Linked DNA regions of Mus musculus: region 2 is linked to region 1. Evidence: chromatin contacts called from public promoter capture Hi-C data. All regions are on one chromosome and are shown on one strand. Each heading gives the region's core, a stretch centred on a gene start, on an enhancer-like site or on the middle of the called end of the contact. The rest is flanking DNA. Distances are from core to core; before and after follow the strand shown.

Region 1 (4,086 bases), core at 1,292-3,791:
ACATTTTTTAAAAGATACAAAATGTGACTGGGAGGCCAACATGGCTTCCTTTCTCCAGTATGTGTTCGATCAAGTATACGTGCATGTACGTGAAGTGTGATGGTGGAATTATCTTCAATCAGTTCTCCCTTAGTCTCTGCAGCAGGGGCTCTCAATCAAACCCAGAGCTGTGATGCCACTAGTCTCACTATCTAGTTTGCTCTGAAATAGTCTCTGCCTGTGGTTGAAATTATCCATAGGCTGCTAGCCTGCCTGGTATTTATGTGTGATCTCAGAAGCCAAACTCTGGCCTTCATGTGAACTTGGGCAGCAGCTGCTTAATCCAAGCCCTCCCCCCAGCCCAGCCATTTTGTGTGTTATGTATACTTAGTTTGTTGTCTTTTAAGGAGTTTTTCCTTGCTTTAGGTTTATTTATTGAACTTGAGTTTAAGACTGAGTCTCAGAAATCTGCAGGAGGTCACACAAATGGAATTTGATAGTTTTGTAATGCTTTGCATACAGAGATGTCTGTGTGAGATTTTAATATCTTTACACAGCTTGTTACCTTACCTGGTAAGGGCGATCTTCTTTGAATGCATAATAAGCTGGCTTCAGACTCAATAGCCTGTGGGCAGTTGAGTCCATGTGAGAGAATGAAAACTGCAGAGGTAAGCCCAGTCAAGATCACCCGACAAGGGCGAGGAGGGGCGGGACTGAATCCCTTGGCGCTGTGTGGCCTGTGTGCCTCCTGGCTATGTCAAGGAGTCAACAATTACTTCTGTAAAAAATGACTAAGACAGGAACATGTATGTGTGCGCAGGTGCCCATCAAGGCCAGATGGGGGTGTCAGGTCCCCTGAAGCTGGAGTTACAGATGGAGAGAAGCCACCTGGTCTGGCTCCTGGGAAGAGCACCCCCGGCCTGGAAAGGCAGCACACGTTCTTAAGCCGGGCCATCTCTCCAGCCCCACAGGAGCCGCTGTCTAACAGGGCTTAGACTACAGTTACCATAGGAGAGGCTAAAAGGTTTAGCTAAACTATATCCCACAGTATTAATTATTTGTTAAGCATCTTATTAGGCTTTTCAGCCAGTGTATCCTCGAATGTTTAAAAACATCCCAAGAAAAGGTGAAATTATACCTACACCTCAAAATACAGACAATGCTAAAGGCAGTCAGCCTTCTAAAAGAATGACATGCACAAATAGGCAGAACCACTTCCTGCATGTGCCACAAAAGCTGACACATGGATCTCATCACTTAAAAATGGAAAAACAGCAAAATTAATGTGTCATATCAAGTTTTTTTAATGATGTAATATACCAAAAATTGTAGTTGAAAGCTATTTTAAAAAAAGACAAGTGTCTCACTCAGGCTGACCAGGAACTCACTATGTAAACCAGGCTAGCCTTAAACTCAAGGGCCCTGCCTGCCTCAGCTTCCCAAGTGGCAGGATTAGAGCCTGGTATCAAGTGTATGCTACCATGCCTCCATCACTGCTTGAAAACCAAGGACAAAGCTGGCTTGTTACAAGGGCAATGTCAGCTGCTCACACCACTGCAGAGGTTCACACTTCACAGCGATCTAAAGACTAGTCTCACCAGCAATGAGACCGGAAGCAGCAGGAAGGCCAGGAGAGTCACTGCTAGGGAGGCTACTGACTCCTTGTCCACTTAAGAACTTGGTGGCCGGCTGTGGTGGGGTCACCTAAGACCTCAGCACTCACGGAGGAGCACAAGGCCAGCCTAAGGTGAGAACCCCATGTCAAAACACAACTTACAGAAGACAAACAGGAATACATACAAAGAAAAAGTCACATACTCAGTTCTTTTAAGCTTATTTAATATTTGAATTCTTATTTTCTATTTTCCCAGACCCCAGAAAACAGAAAGTTTTAGATGACCCAATATTTTGTTCCAGAAACATACAGCCTTATCAGCTAATTCATAAAAGAGCTTTTTACAAAGGTGCATCTGGATAATTAGAGCAATAAAAGTCTTTTAGGCATTTCAAAATGTGATCAGTAAAAATACATGATTATTAATAAGGTTTTTTTTTTAAAGATAGTTCCAGATTTCTCTTAAAAGCAATTTTTGTTAAAGAGTAAATGATTGTATGGTGAACAAGTAAAGTGAGACAGCCTAGTGGGGAAAGAGAGGCTCATTAAAAACCACCAACAGTGTGCACGCTACGGTCCCCTGCTGTAGTATGTCTGCTTAGCGGGTGGCACCTGGCAATGGCTGGGAGGGAGGGACTGGTTTCTGAGAAGACCACCTTTTCCTGATCAGTGTATTACCCAAACCCTCAGCACCCATGGGGAAGGCAGCCAGACGGGAACAAGAGCACGCCTTTAAATAAAGTACAGTTTTACAGCTCACACTAAATGGGGGTGAACTGTCAAAAACAAAAACAAAAACCAAAACCAACACAACGTTAGGGGGCGGGTGGGCAGGCGAGCGAGACCTTGCAGAAGTCTGTTTTTGTAGATCATGGTTTTCGGAGCGTGGAGGGAAGCAGGCACAGAGCAAGCTCAAGCAGGCGGCTGCAGAGAAGACAGCTTGGGCAGGGTACCAGCTGCAGGCAGCAGGCCAGCGCCAGTGCCCAGGAGCGACGGGAAAACGAGCCCCTGCAGTAGAGGCAGCATAAAGTCTTTTAGCTTCTAAAATTCTGGCAACAAGGACTTTTCTCTTCTTCACTCCCCAAAAGACAATGAAACAAAATACTTTCTAAAAAAGGGCTTGTTCTTTCTAGAGGTCATTAGAAGTTGTTTGGGGCACTGGTAGACTGCTTGCCTTGCACAAATGAGACCCTGAGCTTGGTCCCCAGTATTACAAAATTAGATAACAAACCTATGTACACCCACAATTTTGGCCCAGGAGCACAGCAACCCACACGTGAAAAGAAGTGTTCCTGTGTCATGTGTTCCCCAACATATGTGCCAGAAGACCTGGAAGCAAGGATGGGAAGCAGCCAAGGAGAATGTGTGGGCACCAGGAGGAACATTCCTGCAAGAAAACCCAAGAAGCAGAGAAGAAAAAAGAAAGGCCACAACTGGTCAAAACCAAAATGGAGAAAGCCAATGAGTGTACAGAGAAAACGTGGCAGAATAGCTGTTGTCCAGGCAGCTTTCAAGAGAAAGAAAATGAAAAAGAACCCAGGACGCACTGCTAAGATCAGGGGTCTAAGAAGACGCAGAAAAGAAAATGCCGATTTTAGTGCTGAGTTGCTTCCCGTGACGTGTGGTAACTTGAAGGGAGTGTTACACAAGGATAAATTCAAACAAGGGATATCTGTGAAGTCCATACAGTGTCAGAATGGAAACTGGTTCACACCCTCGGAATTTGAAATGATGGGAGGCTATGGAAAGTCAAAGAACTGGAAACTGAGCCTGCGCTGCCATAATTGGCCCCTCAAACTCCTGATCCAGAGAAAATTTCTACCCAATCCTCCACGGATACATCGCAAAAGAAAAGAGCAGAGAACACAGAACTTGCATCGTTCCCCAGCTGACCCTAGTATTCAGAACTCAGATGAATGTGAGGTGTGCCGGGATGGAGGAATACTCTTCTGCTGTGATACTTGTTCCAGAGCCTTCCATGAGGACTGTCATATCCCAACAGTGGAAGCTGAGATAACACCATGGAGTTGCATCTTCTGTAGGATGCAGTCCTTAGGAAGTCAACCGAGTCTTCCAGAATCTGAGATACTGCAGAGGGAGATGGCTCCCCAGGAACAGTTGAAGTGCGAGTATGTTCTCTTGAGAGTCTATTGCTGTTCTGAGAGCTCCTTTTTTTCCAAGATGCCATATTATTATTATTTTAGAGAGATGACTGTGGGTGTGCAAGAGCCTATGTGGTTGAACATAATCAAGAAAAAGCTGAGTGACCAGGCTTACTGCCAAGTAGAAGACTTTGTGCAAGACATGAGGCTCATCTTCCGGAATCACAAAATCACGTTCAAGGACCCTAAGTTTGGCGAAATGGGACTTAGACTGGAGTCCAAGTTTGAGAAGAGTTTCAAGGAAGTGTTTGCTATTCAGGAAACAAATGAAAAGAGTTGACTGAAATCAGAGACATGGCTGGTGTCACCTGGCCATGTCTGGCTCACCTG
Region 2 (4,043 bases), core at 488-2,987, 150 kb after region 1:
TGTGTGTGTGTATACACACACTCGCACACAAAGACGAAGCTCTCATTTATAAATAAATAAATATCACTTTGGTTTCTGCTAGAAGTCACATGACACCAGGCATTTTAATGTGGTTAAGCTGAAACTAAATTTGGCTGAGGTCTGGATTTGGGTCATAGGTTTATCAGTCAAAATCAAAACTTGAGGCAAATGTAAACAGAGAGCCAAGCAAAGACTCCAGACATCTTGGAAGGCATCCCAACTCTATTATTTATCAACAAGGAAGCAAAAGGATTTTTAAGTAAACGTTGAGATACAAAAATATCCTTAAGGCATGTATTCAGTTAAAAGTGAAGCAAAGTGGCTGGCAAATGCCAGTAATCCCAGCACTGGAGCCGCAGAGGCAGGAGGATCACCTAGAAGAGCAGAGCAGCCTGGTCAACACAGAGTTCCAGGCCTGATAGGGCTACACAGTAGCCCTTGTCTCAAAATGATAGATAGATAGATAGCCAGGTAGATAACTGGTAAAGGTAGAAAACTTACATTGTAGAATTTTTGCTGATACATTTAAACAATAATCAACACTGAGTTTCTTTAGACATGCAGAAGAGACTCCAAAAAGGACCAATATGTCCTTGTTAATATACATTATTTAGCTCCTCTGTTGAAAGTACAAATAAGAAAAGAAATCTCAAACACGTCCAGGACGCTTCTCATCTCTGCAGGAATTATCTGCATGACTGCACTTAACCGCTCACCCTTTTCTGACAAATGCAGACCAACACACCTCAATACACAAGCCACTCCCAGGAATGTTATCCAGAGAGGGCTCGGGCAAAGGGCAAGTTTTGTCCAGCTTTCATGAGAAATCAGGTACCTATTCAAGAAAACAGTAAGTGTCCATCAGAGACCAGTAAGTGGGGAAATCTTTTTAACCTGAAGAATGTGTTTAAACTAGAACTAGGGAACAGGGAAAAAAAGGTCAGTTCAGTTCTAAGACACATTTTCTGAAACTTCTAGGCCAATCTTCAGAGTAAAGGCCAGACATACAAAGTACCCGAGTGAAAAGCGCTGTCCCTCTTACTTCCTTTCAAAGGCCAGGGTCACTGGCCAGTAAGGCGGATCAGCTGATTGGGACTCGGCGATTAGTATTTTTAGAGTCCTCTTCTCTGAATCCTAATTCCCTGGCCCAAGAGAGAAAACAGTAGCCCATTTACAAACACTCCAACAAAAAAACAGGCATTTGTAAACGGCAGACACAGCTCTGTGACCTTGAGCCTTCGTGTCTGGTGTGGAGTCTGGGAGGTTCCCAGGCCCTCGAAGCTCCGTACCCGGGCTCCCCCATCCCAGAGAGCCGCGGCCCTGGGCGGGCGTCTGGCTCCGGGCCTCGGGAGAGCTGCAGCCGGGGGCTCCCAGCCAGCAGCAAGGTCGCATCCCGGAGGGTGGCGGGGGAGTGCCCAACTGCTCGACCACGCCCGACTTCTAACCCGGAACGTCCCATCCTGAACCGTTATCTAGGCATCCAGACGGGTGCCCAAAGCTTGGCATAGAGAGGCCCCGGCACCCCGGGGCAGAGGAGCCCGCGCGCACCTGGCCGCCCGCCCGCTCCTTCCCCGTCTGCGCCAAGGGCAGACCGGTGTCCATCCCTCCGGCGAACGCTGTTACCTGGCGGAGCGCACCGGGAAGCCTCCGGCGCCCGGGCGCCCACAGCCCAGGGCTCGGATCACGGCGACAGGAAGCTGTAGAGGGAGGGGGAGACGAGTCTGTGACGGCGGAGGAGGAGGAGCCGGGGGTCTAGGGGCACCTGCTGGCTGGGAGGACAGAACGCAGAATGGATGCTGGGCCAAGGAAGGAAGCGGAATGGAGGGTCCTCCTTTGGATAGGGAAGAGAAGGATGATCTGCTGCGCTTGTTTGTTGTCTGTTTAATCATTTGTAGGGCTGTCTATGTAGAGAGTGTAGCTTTTTAGTGGTGGAACGTTAGACTAAGGCATAAGGCCCTGGATTCAACCCCTGGTACTCTATCTCGATAAATCCTGATCTACTCTGCAGTCTGTGAGATGGAACAGGCTCTTCACTAAGGATGTACTGCGCACCTACTCAGACCGTCTTTGATCTCCCACTTAAATCTGAATAGTGAAACAAGCACACTGAGTGTCAGAAAAGTACTTAGGCCTGGGAATTACGTTGATCTCTTTTTAGCACTGTCCTTAACTAGGCGTAAACATAAAGTTTAAAAGTAAGGGGTTGGAAAGATGGCTCAACAATTAAGAGCCTTGGCTGCTCTTACACGGGACTAGAAGTCCCTGTCCTGAACCCATGCACACAACTGTCTTTAACGCTAGCTCTGAAGATCCGACGCCCTCTTCTAGACTCTAGTGACACCACACCCATGTGTGCACATACTTGCAGACCAACACATACACTTTTTAAAAGTTAATTCTACTTAGTATGCAGCTGGGCAAGTTAAGTCTATGCCTACTTCCTCATCCACAGAATGGGGCGTGAAATGCCTCTCTCATAGATTATTATCAAAATTCAAAAAGGTTACATTAATAAGTACGTAGAACAATAAGCATGTGGAAGTCCATATAAATATCATCTATTATCTTTATTTAACTTTAAAATATTTTCCCCAAATACTGGGATTAAACCAGAGGCCCCTGGCAGGCTAGACAAATGCTCTACCACTAAGCAGTATTCCCAGGTCTTTATTTTACTTTTGGACAAATTGTTGATTCTCTCTCGGTCTGAGGATAGTGAGTTTGAAGTATGAGCATAATGTTGTGCTATATGCCTGTAATCTCAGCATCTGGGAGGCTGAGGTAGGATAATTGTAGATTAGAAGCTAGCCTGCATACTTTGTCTCAAAATTAAAACACACACAACCGGGGGTGGGGCTCAACTACAATAATGAGGTGGGTGAAGTGGGGAGCTTGTTGATCAAGGCTGACAATGATGGGGTGCTAAGGAGCCCAGAAGTGAAACTCTTTAGAAGAGATGTGTTTAGACAATATGTAAGAGCCGGGCGTGGTGGCGCTCGCCTTTAATCCCAGAACTCGGGAGGCAGGCAGATTTCTGAGTTCAAGGCCAGCCTGGTCTCCATAGTGAGTTCCAGAACAGACAGGGCTATACAGAGAAACCCTGTCTCAAAAAAACAAAAACAAAAACAAAAACAAAAAACGCCAGGCGGTGGTGGTGAATGCCTTTAATTCCAGCACTTGGGAGGCAGAGGCAGGTGGATTTCTGAGTTCGAGGCCAGCCTGGTCTACTGAGTGAGTTCCAGGACAGCCAGAGAAACCCTGTCTCAAAAGGAAAAAAAAAAAAAAAAAAAAAAAAAGACAATGTGTAAGAACTGTAAATGTTCTCATTTTGGTCATTTATTGCACTAACCCTTCAAAAGGTAAGGATGACACTGTTTTCGCCTGTTTCCCTAGAATCTAGTATGGTAGCTGTATAATGAAGGTTTGTTGGTGGAATTAATGAAGGAGTAACTCAGTTGAGAAGGTTCACACCTGTAACCGCAGCACTCAGGAGGTGGAAGCAGGAAGATTAGGAACTCAATGGCATTCTCTGCTACATAGCAAATTCAAACCAGTCTGGGCTACAGGAAACCTCCCTCAAAAAGGAAGAGAAACCAAAATTAATAGAAAAAAATGTATTTGAAGCAGCACAGGTGACTTCCAAAGCACTATTGATTTCAAAACGCCCGTGTACAGACTACATCTTAATTATTGTGATTGGTAGGTCTGATGTGGGACAGGAAAAGTGTGTTTTTAAATCTGCCTGGGTTCATTCAGAGGATTAGTCACACTTAAGAGCCAGAGAATCTCAGCTGTCTTAATGGCAGTGCCAGGTATCTGGCCCAGGTTATCTCCTTCAGTGGCGAAGAGGAAGCCTGCAGTGTTCTGAGCAAGACAATCATATCGCTATGCTCTCCCAGTTTTCACAGTTCGGTGTGTGGTCTGGGACCAGAGAAAGATCACCAACAAAATCAACGTCTGCCAGACACACACAACCCCAGAACCTAACTCTGGATGTACTTTGAAATCTGCATTTTTTTTTT

Evidence for each region. Promoter capture Hi-C pulls out the DNA fragments that hold promoters and counts their contacts.
Region 2: a promoter capture Hi-C map of hippocampal neurons shows a contact between it and region 1, with 2.5 times the contacts expected there. The contact joins the promoter of Tlcd5 here to the enhancer-like site in region 1. A contact is called at or near these places in 11 of 39 promoter capture datasets (the 3T3-L1 cell line, 3T3-L1-derived adipocytes, the C10 cell line and 6 more), 9 of 115 datasets of contacts at active chromatin or transcription factors (embryonic forebrain, embryonic limb bud, embryonic midbrain and 5 more) and 3 of 9 other capture datasets (adipose tissue, liver and pancreatic islet).

Annotation. Positions count from the first base shown.
Region 1 is chr9:42,962,045-42,966,130 of GRCm38.p6, forward strand. Arhgef12 (Rho guanine nucleotide exchange factor (GEF) 12) reads right to left here. Exons shown (of 41, transcript NM_001359232.1): 41 at 1,798-4,086. It also overlaps the pseudogene Gm5831. Among named protein-coding and RNA genes, the nearest start is that of Gm36648, 16 kb to the left of the region's middle. Within about 2 kb of position 2,542, at least 11 of the 459 cell types and tissues checked have an H3K27ac peak or open chromatin away from gene starts, as enhancers often do. A contact at or near this core is called in forebrain and hippocampal neurons, where this site is marked.
Region 2 is chr9:43,114,833-43,118,875 of GRCm38.p6, forward strand. Tlcd5 (TLC domain containing 5) reads right to left here and starts at 1,738. Exons shown (of 3, transcript NM_001034863.3): 1 at 1,645-1,738.